Regions from separate parts of the Zea mays genome. Here regions 2 and 3 are each linked to region 1. A link is a contact called in public Hi-C data. All regions are on one chromosome and are shown on one strand. The core of a region is the stretch at or near the end of the contact, and the rest is flanking DNA. Distances in the headings are between cores, read along the strand shown.

Region 1 (3,069 bases), core at 292-2,791:
AATATGAATAAATAGAATATATATATATATATATACAATATATAATAGTCATTAGTCATAACAATTAACACATATATGTGTTAAATACATAGTAAATATCAACCTATTATAAACTAACTTTTTTATTTTAGCCATAGACATACAAGTACAAAACAAAATTTCTTTTTGTTGGGGGATCACGGCCCCGCTAGCCCCCTTGTCTACGCATATGTATATTAATCTACATGGTACGCAAATAAATATGGTACCAATTTTCGTGATTTTATTCATGTGTACTTGAAAATAAAAGATTACATTGTCTAAATTTAAAAAAAAAATGGCTCTTTAGCTCTAATTATTTATTTTCGTGTTTGTATATTCTAATTTTGTTTTTTTTTATCCTAGCTATAGCTCGTCAAAAAACATGAAAGCGAAAACATAAGGGAAGTTTTTCATTTAGGGCTAGTTTGAAACCTCGTTTTTTAAAGTGTTTTCATTTTTTCCATAGGAAATTAATTCATTTTTCTCTAGAAAAATAGAAATTCTTTGAAAAAGTAGATTTCTCAAACTTGCTTTTGCATTTGTTTTCATCCTAGCTGCCGGCTATATTACGTACGTTGATACTTTTGAGAGGTGTCAGTATCCTATATATGTCGGCTAGGAAACTTCTTGGATACACGTCCGCACTGAAAAATTTGGATACTGACCAAAAGTAGAAAATAGCCTATATAGGCCCAAGTGCCCAACTACCATGAAGAGCAATCAGCTTTTCTATCCTCATTTCGTTACATCAGACATAAGATTACAATCATTTTCGTTAGTAGAAAAATATTAAAACTACTTAAAAGAGGTCGTTGAGGCTAAGCAAGAGATTATACGTATAAATACTTTGTTTATGCAGGTATTTTTTCACTTTCTGAATCAAATAATGTGTTGCATGAATTGCTTTGAAACCACTAAGTTTTAAGTTAAAGCTTGCTAGATAACAAATTTTAGCTTGTAATTTTATATAATAATAATTTTATTAAAATATACTAACCGTATCTATGTGTCATTATTGTTTGAAAAAAAAAGATGTATCCGATACATATCGGTTCGGATCCTGAATGCGTATAAAGACAACGTAGGGTAGGACGCCGGAATGGAAGTCAAACCGGAGTCCACCGTGCGCAGCAAACAAACACCCAAAACCGGGACGTGCCGTGCGCCCCAAACCAAAACCACCGCCAACCCACACGCGCCGAATCCACTGAAACCCACGAGGCGGCTACCTCGCGCGCCCTTCGTTACACCGACGCGTGGGGCAACCACGCACGGCAACCCTGTCCTGTCCCGTCCCACGTCTCGCGAGTGCACCCCGGCCGGGCACGGGCTCTCCGGGCTCCGGCCTTCCCCCCACCGTCCACTGCGGTTGCGCAGCCCCTGGTTTTCGCCGAAAGACGACGGTTTCTACGCGAAACGCCCCCGTGATTACACGAAAATCCCGTGCACACCCCTCTGCGCCACCTCGGTATAAAATGACAAGTGTTGTCCCCTCCGCCAACTCACCGAACCAAACAACACACGTCAAAGCGGAAAACCTCAGAAAACCACAATAAATCATCCTCGTCCACCACTGCCCCCGCTCTGCTGCAACTCCACTCGGCCCGGCCGCCCTTTCCACCCACCTTGATCCTCTGATCCGTTGGTGCTTGACCGATCCATGGACACCCATATCGGATCCGTGAACGGGGCGGCGTCGAACCAGACGGTTGGCTGCCCGGCGTCGGCGCCGGGGTGCCCGATGGCGTCCACGCCGGCGCAGCCCGCGGCGACCCTGTCGGCGGGGGAGGCGTCGCTGGGGCGCCACCTCGCGCGTCGCCTCGTGCAGGTCGGCGTCAACGATGTATTCGCGGTTCCGGGGGACTTCAACCTCACGCTGCTCGACCACCTGATCGCCGAGCCCGGCCTGCGCCTCGTCGGCTGCTGCAACGAGCTCAACGCCGGGTACGCCGCCGACGGGTACGCGCGCGCGCGCGGCGTCGGGGCCTGCGCCGTCACGTTCACAGTCGGGGGGCTCAGCGTGCTCAACGCCATCGCGGGCGCCTACAGCGAGAACCTGCCCGTCATCTGCATCGCCGGCGGGCCCAACTCCAACGACTACGGGACCAACCGCATCCTCCACCACACCATCGGCCTCCCCGACTTCTCGCAGGAGCTCCGCTGCTTCCAGACCGTCACCTGCCATCAGGTGAGTCCCTGTGTGGACCCACTTTTGCTTGTGATTTTGAGTGCCCGTTTCATCTGGTTGCCTGTTCGTGGATTCAGGCGGTGGTGAACAATCTGGATGACGCGCACGAGCAGATCGACACGGCCATTGCCACGGCACTGAGGGAGAGCAAGCCCGTGTACCTCAGCATCAGCTGCAACCTCCCTGGGCTGCCTCATCCTACCTTCAGCCGCGACCCAGTGCCCTTCTTCCTCACCCCCAGGTACCAAATGTCCTTTTTCTCACATTACTCACCCTCAGGGACCACCTGTCCTTTTTTTCAGATCCACGGGCTGTTTTTTTAGGCAACAATGATAGTAACTTTTATTGGATCATGAAACTTATCCACCAAAAACTCTTCAAATTTGCAACGTTGTCACGTTCTAATTGAATAGGTAGCACTGAGACAATGCAATATCCATTATACATGAAGTCATCTGATGAAATCTTCAGGCTAGATAAGCAATCATCTTATGTGATAATGCAGTGTCATATGATTTTTAAGTCATTTTGATGAGTGACATGTCTGTAAACTTGTAATATGGCACTGCAACTGTGGGAAACTTGATGCTATCAGAAACCTTGATATTAATAATTCCGTTGTAACACTGCAGGACGAGCAACAAGATGGGGCTAGAGGCTGCAGTGGAGGCAACTGTCGAATTCCTGAACAAGGCGGTGAAGCCAGTCCTTGTCGCCGGCCCCAAACTGCGTGTGGCAAAGGCAGGAAAGGCATTTGTCGATATGGTAGATGCCAGTGGCTATGCCTATGCCGTGATGCCATCGGCCAAGGGTCTTGTGCCAGAGACTCACCCCCACTTCATCGGCACCTACTGGGGCGC
Region 2 (3,069 bases), core at 194-2,693, 250 kb before region 1:
ATATAGGCTGGAATTGGCTACCTTGGCCAGCCAGTTATCCAAGTCCCTCTGCAAAAGAGAACAAAGACAACAAAACTGTCACGGAGTTGTATCTTCTGGAAAATCGAACAGTCACACGTGATTAACTTCTCATGCATTCAAAGCAGATTATCACTCCATTTCTGAACAATAACAGTCGCTTATGGAAATTTGAATCGTCTCTGTTTGCTAGAGGTGAGACAGGAGATTTCAGCAGGGGTAAGCTTGCATAATGAGTAGTTTCATCAGAAAGATCAGCATTCCTACACTACTACATACCAAACGATATGAGCAACCAATTCGATGCCCATTCTAGAAATTAAGAATGTCTAGCCAAATCGAGTGATCATGTGTTAGCTGATATTCTCATAGTGAAGTGGAAATTTCTAGCCGCGCTGCCTCACAATTCCAACATGAACCAACCATTATCGAACGTGAATCCCGCAATAATCATTTCGTGACCTGGTCCCTGCTAGCGCAAGCACGCGTTTACCCAGAGCAAAAACCATACCTCACCAACTAGAAGTCGCCGGTGGCGGTTGTGGCGGTCGCGGCGGCGCCATCGACAACGACGGAGGCGGTGACGGCGACGTCGACGAGGAGCCGCATGCGCTCGATCTCGAGATCACGCATCGCCTCCAGGCGCCGCTCCTCCAGCCGCGTGGCCTCCCTCTGCTTGGCGGCCTCCACCCGCTCGTACGTCCCGGCAAGCCTATCCAGAGCCGCCGCCACTTCCGTGCAATTCCTCCCACCGCCTCCAGGGTGGTCCCCGGAGGCGGCGGTCAACGGCGACAGCGACACCGCCGTCCTCGGCCGCTTCGGCACCGGCGGCCAGTAGCGGGGCAGAGGAGCCCCGCCGCTCGGCTTCTCGTCCAACACCTCCTCCTCCTCCTCCACCTTGGGCGTTTTGGCGCCAAGACGGTGCGCGAACCCGGGAGGAGCGGAGGGGGCGAGGTGCAGCAGCGCGCGGAGGCGGGTGAGCCACCCCGAGACCGGCGGCGGCGTCGGCGGGGCCCCCTTGGGCCTGGAGCGCTCGGCCCTGAGGCGCTTCTTGAGATAATCCAGGCGGTTCTTGCACTGGTCGACGGTGCGCGGGGCCCGGCCGGCCGCGGCGCGGCGGGAGGTGACGGCGTCGGCGCAGGCCCGCCAGTCGGCGGGGCGGAGCGCGCCGCCGCACGCGCGGAGGTGGCGCGGGCCCCATGCGTCGAGCAGCGCGGACGTCTCCCCGTCGCTCCACGGCTCGGGCGTCCACGCCGGCGGCGGCGGGGGCGGGCGGCGGCGCGACGACGACATCCGCGCTGGCGGAGAGAGAGGCTGGTTCGAAAGGGAGGCGAGGCGAGTCCGGTTGGGTGCGGCCGTGAGGAGCGTGTGATGTTTGTGCTGCTGCTCAATCGATTGGCCAGTCGGTCGCGTCGCGTCCACCCATAACTTCTGCGTGGTTCCGTCGTACGCGTGTGTATATATAGGTGGGTGGATGATGCGTGCATCCACGGCGCGGCGCGGCGCGGTGCAGGGGTGAGTGGGCTTGCGTGCGATCACGCTGAGGTTTTTTGCTGCTCCATCGGCCTGGGTTGGCTTGGTACTGTGCTGCCACTGAAACGCTGGTTGGTCACCACTTTGTCCTCCCGCTGGTGGGAGGCGATCAGTCACCATCCCACGGCCTGGTTTCGCCGCGGCCGCGACGGGCGGCCGGTGCGCGGTGGCGGACTGGCGGCCGGCGCGCGTCTGCGGGAGTCGACGGGGCGCAGCAGAGAGCAGACTAGCTGAGGAGGATTACTGTTACTACGGCATTGGTTCTGACTTCTGAATACGACACGGTGCTAAACAGACACGTTATTATTGGACACGATGACAAGACGTGTCATACCGTGACGGACTCTCGTGCCAAGTAATAGTAATCTTCTAAAATGATTGGACATCAACGTGTAGCGCCTAGCAACAGCAAGTAACTGCAGTGCCAGTACAAAAAAAATGGAACTAAAAGTGTACTGGTACGATGCACGATCCGACCATTTAGTTAATCTTTCATCCAGTCATTCATGATTTCCTTAGCAACAAAGGTCACTCCTGGTAAGCATTACTCCTAGATATGTTGTTGTTGTCGACTACACTAAAGTCAAGTATTGGAGCTAGCATAATTCTACCGTGCATCCATGTTTCATGGTCAGTGGCAGTAGTTTTCAGCTTCTACTGCTCCACCTTCAGGGCGCTGAACATGGCCTTCTACACCTCCCATCTCCTGCTGCATCTCCGTCTTCACCTTCTCGGCGCCGATTCTGGCCAGCTCCACGCGCTCGTACACCTCCGCCAGCTTCGTCACCACCGCCCCCGGGCAGAATCCCGTCCCTGCTGCGGCCGCATTCCTCGGCCTCCTCGGAACAGTCCAGCTCCCCACCAGCCCAATGCCTCCTCCGGCCACCTTCTCCTCCTCCTCCTGCTTGACGAACGCCGGCGCCTTGGCCGGAAAGCCCGGAGTCGACTCGTCGGGGCTGGCCAGGAACGCGTGGAGCCGCGGGAGGTGACACCACCCCGACGCCGGCTGCTTCAGGAGCTCCTCCTTGTACCGCTGCTTGTGCTTGAGGGTGCGGACACGGGTCTGGCACTGGACGAGGGTGCGGTTGAAGCGGCGCCCCGCGGCGGCGCTGTGGGCGTTCACGGCGCTGGCCGCAGCGCGCCAATCCCCCAGGAAGAGGCGTCGCTGCCCGCGACGCCGGTGGGCGGCGCCCCACGCGTCGATCAGGGTCGTCGTCTCACCGTCGCTCTAATTCCCGGAGGCACTCTCCGGCGGTGGACTGTGGCTGCGTCGTCCGGGCATGTCGTGCGAGCGCAACTGAACGAGCAGAGCGGGTGGAGGGTGGTTGCACTTCGACAAGCAGAGAATTCTAGCGTGGCTGCAGGCCGCAGGCAGCAGGCACCTCATATACTAGCGTCAGGCCGCAAGCCGAGAATACTTTGCGGTACCTACCAGCGAGGCAGCGACTCACGCCTGTTCCTTTCGCATGGAACAAAGGGTTGAATAAATCTGGCTTGAATTTCTTTAATAATTACTAT
Region 3 (3,069 bases), core at 272-2,771, 140 kb before region 1:
GTTGAATAATTGTTTTTATAACCAGTCTTGCATTTTTTTAAAATTTCTATACATATCACTAACCTATTCACGTCCAAATACAAAATGAAAAAGGTGAAACAGACCTTGGCCCTGCCTTCTAACCCAGGGTTGATAGTGACATCGTGAGTCCCCCGCACCCTTGAAGGCTGAAAATACTCCTGATGAGCTCTCCAACTAGCCGCCAAGTCAATTGGGGATAACATTTCTGTCTCAACCTGAACCTTGCACTCAAGTACCTCCTTCCCTTCGTTGAGTTTAAACAACGCATTCCCCATCTCAAATTCATTTCTCTGGCAACCCAATGGTCGGTTAGGTCCCTCCTCAATAATGTATTGAGGATTATCACCTTTTCGCTTCAAAACAAACTTGAAATCCAGCGATTCTAGTAAAAACACCGAACAACTACTTAGAATGATAACAACTGAAATGAAATCCTACTCAACATATAAAAAAAATCCTCAGCTTCAATTGACAATGTACTAGTTTCCATTTTTAAAAGCACAGCTTAACTCTTCACATACTACATTTTTCCCTCACACACTGAATTCATTCATTCCGATTAGAAGTAGCACAGCGCAATTCCTGAAATATCAGTGCATGCGCATCCCAACATCATAGCACGGATTGCGCTCTTCCTATCCCAAACCTCACTATGGAGGAACAAGGACCTCTGCGGCCCTGCGAAGTTATTAAACTTCACGATCAAATCAACCAACTTACCGTGCTGCGAAGGCACGACGCAGCTGAACTCCCACACGGCGGTGGCCGCCCGCTCCAAAGGCAGCTGCGTGGAAAAAAAAACGAAACGAATCAAAAATCCGCTCCGCGCACACATCACGCAGGCTAGAGGCGATCCGGAGCTTACGGCCTTGCAGGGGTCCCACGAGCCAGCCACAGGGTGGGAGCCGAAGAGGTGGGGGGCGAGGTCGAGCTCCGCGAGGTGCGGGCTCTCTAACTTGACGGAGACGAAGAGCTGGTCGGAGATTCCGCCAGAGCTCGCCATCTCCGGTTGAGTTTCGAAGCGAAACCTTTCTCGTGACTTGGAAGTTGGAACTTTGGAAGGTGCCGGAAGGAAGCGCCGATGTTGTGGGCTCGCCGATTTGGAGTGGGGCCGACACGGGAGCGATAGTTGTTGCAGTATCGAGGATATACTGGCAGTGACACAGTAAGTGGGGCCAGGAACATATGTTGGGCCACCAATCAGTGACTAATATGGCGATGACGACAGTAACGCAAGCCCGAACCGAAGCTGGGAAAGTGGGAAGTTGGTGCGCGACGGTGACGCTGCGGGAGCGTCTCGCTGGCTCGTGGGCCCAGATGAGGTAGCGAGCCGTCCCCGATCCCGTCTCCATGGGAAGAAGAACGTGGAAACCTGCGGGGAAGTAAACGGCGGCGACAGGCGGCTGCGCGTCGCCGCGGCGACATGACGTCAGTTAGGCACCCGATCGACAAGTTGTCGCTGCAGCGAATCCACCCACGAAGGGCAGCGGCGCGACCCAGGTACTTATGGCATAATTTACATATGTCTTGCCGTCGTTCTTGTGTGGGTGATCTACGGTGTGTTTGGTTAGCCGGTTGGCCTTAATCCGGCGTGAGAGTCAATTCGGAATGAGGTGGTCTGGATGGACTCTTTCCTCAGATTAACATGTCACTAGTGCTCGTTCATGACGGACAGCTAGCGTCTCAAACCAAACAACGTCATAGGCTGGGATGGTTCGGCAGACTATCCCGTTCTGCAAAGTGCAAACCAAACGGACCAGGAACCGATTCTGCATTTCTATGGCTTTTTTGTGTCATGCTTCGCGCATGTGTTGGTGATCGACCAAGACCTAACGATCTCAACTCTCGAGGGAGAATGTTGGTGAATTAGGTTTGTGCTCGACTGCTCATATGTACGATTCGTTTAGAAATTTTTCAGAGCCTCAACTTGTATCCAAGAGATCAGCACCTGATGCCAAATAAATTAAACTTTAGAAGATGCAGCACCATCATCAAGTCTTGGTGGAGACCCTTGGAGCCAACCTCGGCAAAACTTGATAATCTATGTGTGTCATATTTATCTATGTGTGATCTCGACTTTTATTTGAACCCACGTGAACTCGGATCACTCTGACTTGCTTGCATTAGTATTTAGTTCCTGAAATGCCTTTCTGCATCCTTCGTCAAAGCCACCAGCAAGCTGCAAATTTGTTTCGGTGCAGTCAGTTAATTAATTAGTTTCTGCAAGTGTCGTTGCGAATTAATTCGTGGTTCGGAACAAGTTACCTGATGTATGCGGAAGGCAAAGCGGACACCTTGCAGAAGCAGCTCCTCCTCATTCGCAAATGGATCTGACTTCAGTGTCTTCACAATGCGGTTCATGTACTCTTTTGCAAGCTTCAAGGAAGCCATCTTTAGCTGTTTAATGTAGGATGGGCATGCACCATGTGTCATATGTCTATTATTGTATTTGGACTCCACACTTTTGTGAAACTAAATGCCTCTCCTTTATTGCGAGTTGTGACAGAACATACTGTGAAAGGAAGACATACTTGGCTTATGACTCCAGAGTCGAGCATCCATTCCCATGGTATCTTAAGGTCCTTATATCTTCCGCTTGCACTGTCCCTTACTCGCTCAGTGTTATGAATACCTTGTTCAATTCTACAACAAGGGAAAGCACAATTAGGTGAATGTTGATTTCTTGATTTAGTATCGTTCCGTAGAATTTAAAAGTAGAAGGTATTCAGCATTTTTTATTCTGTTAAATACATTTCAGTCATCTTACTCACTTGTCCTGCAATGCCTGCATGCGCTTGAGAGCCATAGGTGTGGCCACTCTCCTGTCATCATGGAAGGATGATGCTTCCGACTCTATGTTCTTCAGATCGCGGTAGTTGAATGCTGCTTCTCTCAAGGCATCTGCTTTCTTCTCGGGCCAGTTGGGGAATTGTTTTAGCACTGCTCTTTCATCCACAAGGTATGACAATTCCCCATCAAGCCACTTCACAAACTCTTCAACGTCAGCTATCTTTTTGTATGCTGCGTTTTGAACTTCACTTGCGAGGA

What was found. A called contact is a pair of places that touch in the nucleus more often than the background predicts.
Region 2: a Hi-C map of tassel shows a contact between it and region 1, with 2.7 times the contacts expected there. The contact joins the promoter of LOC103634506 here to the promoter of LOC541919 in region 1. A contact is called at or near these places in 2 of 25 Hi-C or Micro-C datasets (leaf and tassel).
Region 3: a Hi-C map of ear shows a contact between it and region 1, with 3 times the contacts expected there. The contact joins the promoter of LOC103634503 here to the promoter of LOC541919 in region 1. A contact is called at or near these places in 14 of 25 Hi-C or Micro-C datasets (bundle sheath, ear, endosperm and 5 more) and 1 of 3 datasets of contacts at active chromatin or transcription factors (leaf).

Annotation. Positions count from the first base shown.
Region 1 is chr1:45,313,386-45,316,454 of Zm-B73-REFERENCE-NAM-5.0, reverse strand. It overlaps LOC541919 (pyruvate decarboxylase 3), which reads left to right and starts at 1,541. Exons shown (of 6, transcript NM_001111582.2): 1 at 1,541-2,209; 2 at 2,287-2,450; 3 at 2,842-3,069. The coding sequence starts at 1,682.
Region 2 is chr1:45,565,406-45,568,474 of Zm-B73-REFERENCE-NAM-5.0, reverse strand. LOC103634506 reads right to left here and starts at 1,443. Exons shown (of 2, transcript XM_008656348.2): 1 at 530-1,443; 2 at 1-48. The coding sequence starts at 1,311. The coding sequence ends at 538.
Region 3 is chr1:45,452,725-45,455,793 of Zm-B73-REFERENCE-NAM-5.0, reverse strand. It overlaps LOC103634503 (6-phosphofructo-2-kinase/fructose-2,6-bisphosphatase), which reads right to left and starts at 1,521. Exons shown (of 23, transcript XM_008656332.3): 1 at 887-1,521; 2 at 742-805; 3 at 105-403. The coding sequence starts at 1,024. LOC101202702 (Tetratricopeptide repeat (TPR)-like superfamily protein) reads right to left here. Exons shown (of 5, transcript NM_001279404.1): 2 at 2,793-3,069; 3 at 2,553-2,664; 4 at 2,287-2,418; 5 at 1,972-2,200. The coding sequence ends at 2,126. It also overlaps the pseudogene LOC100383863.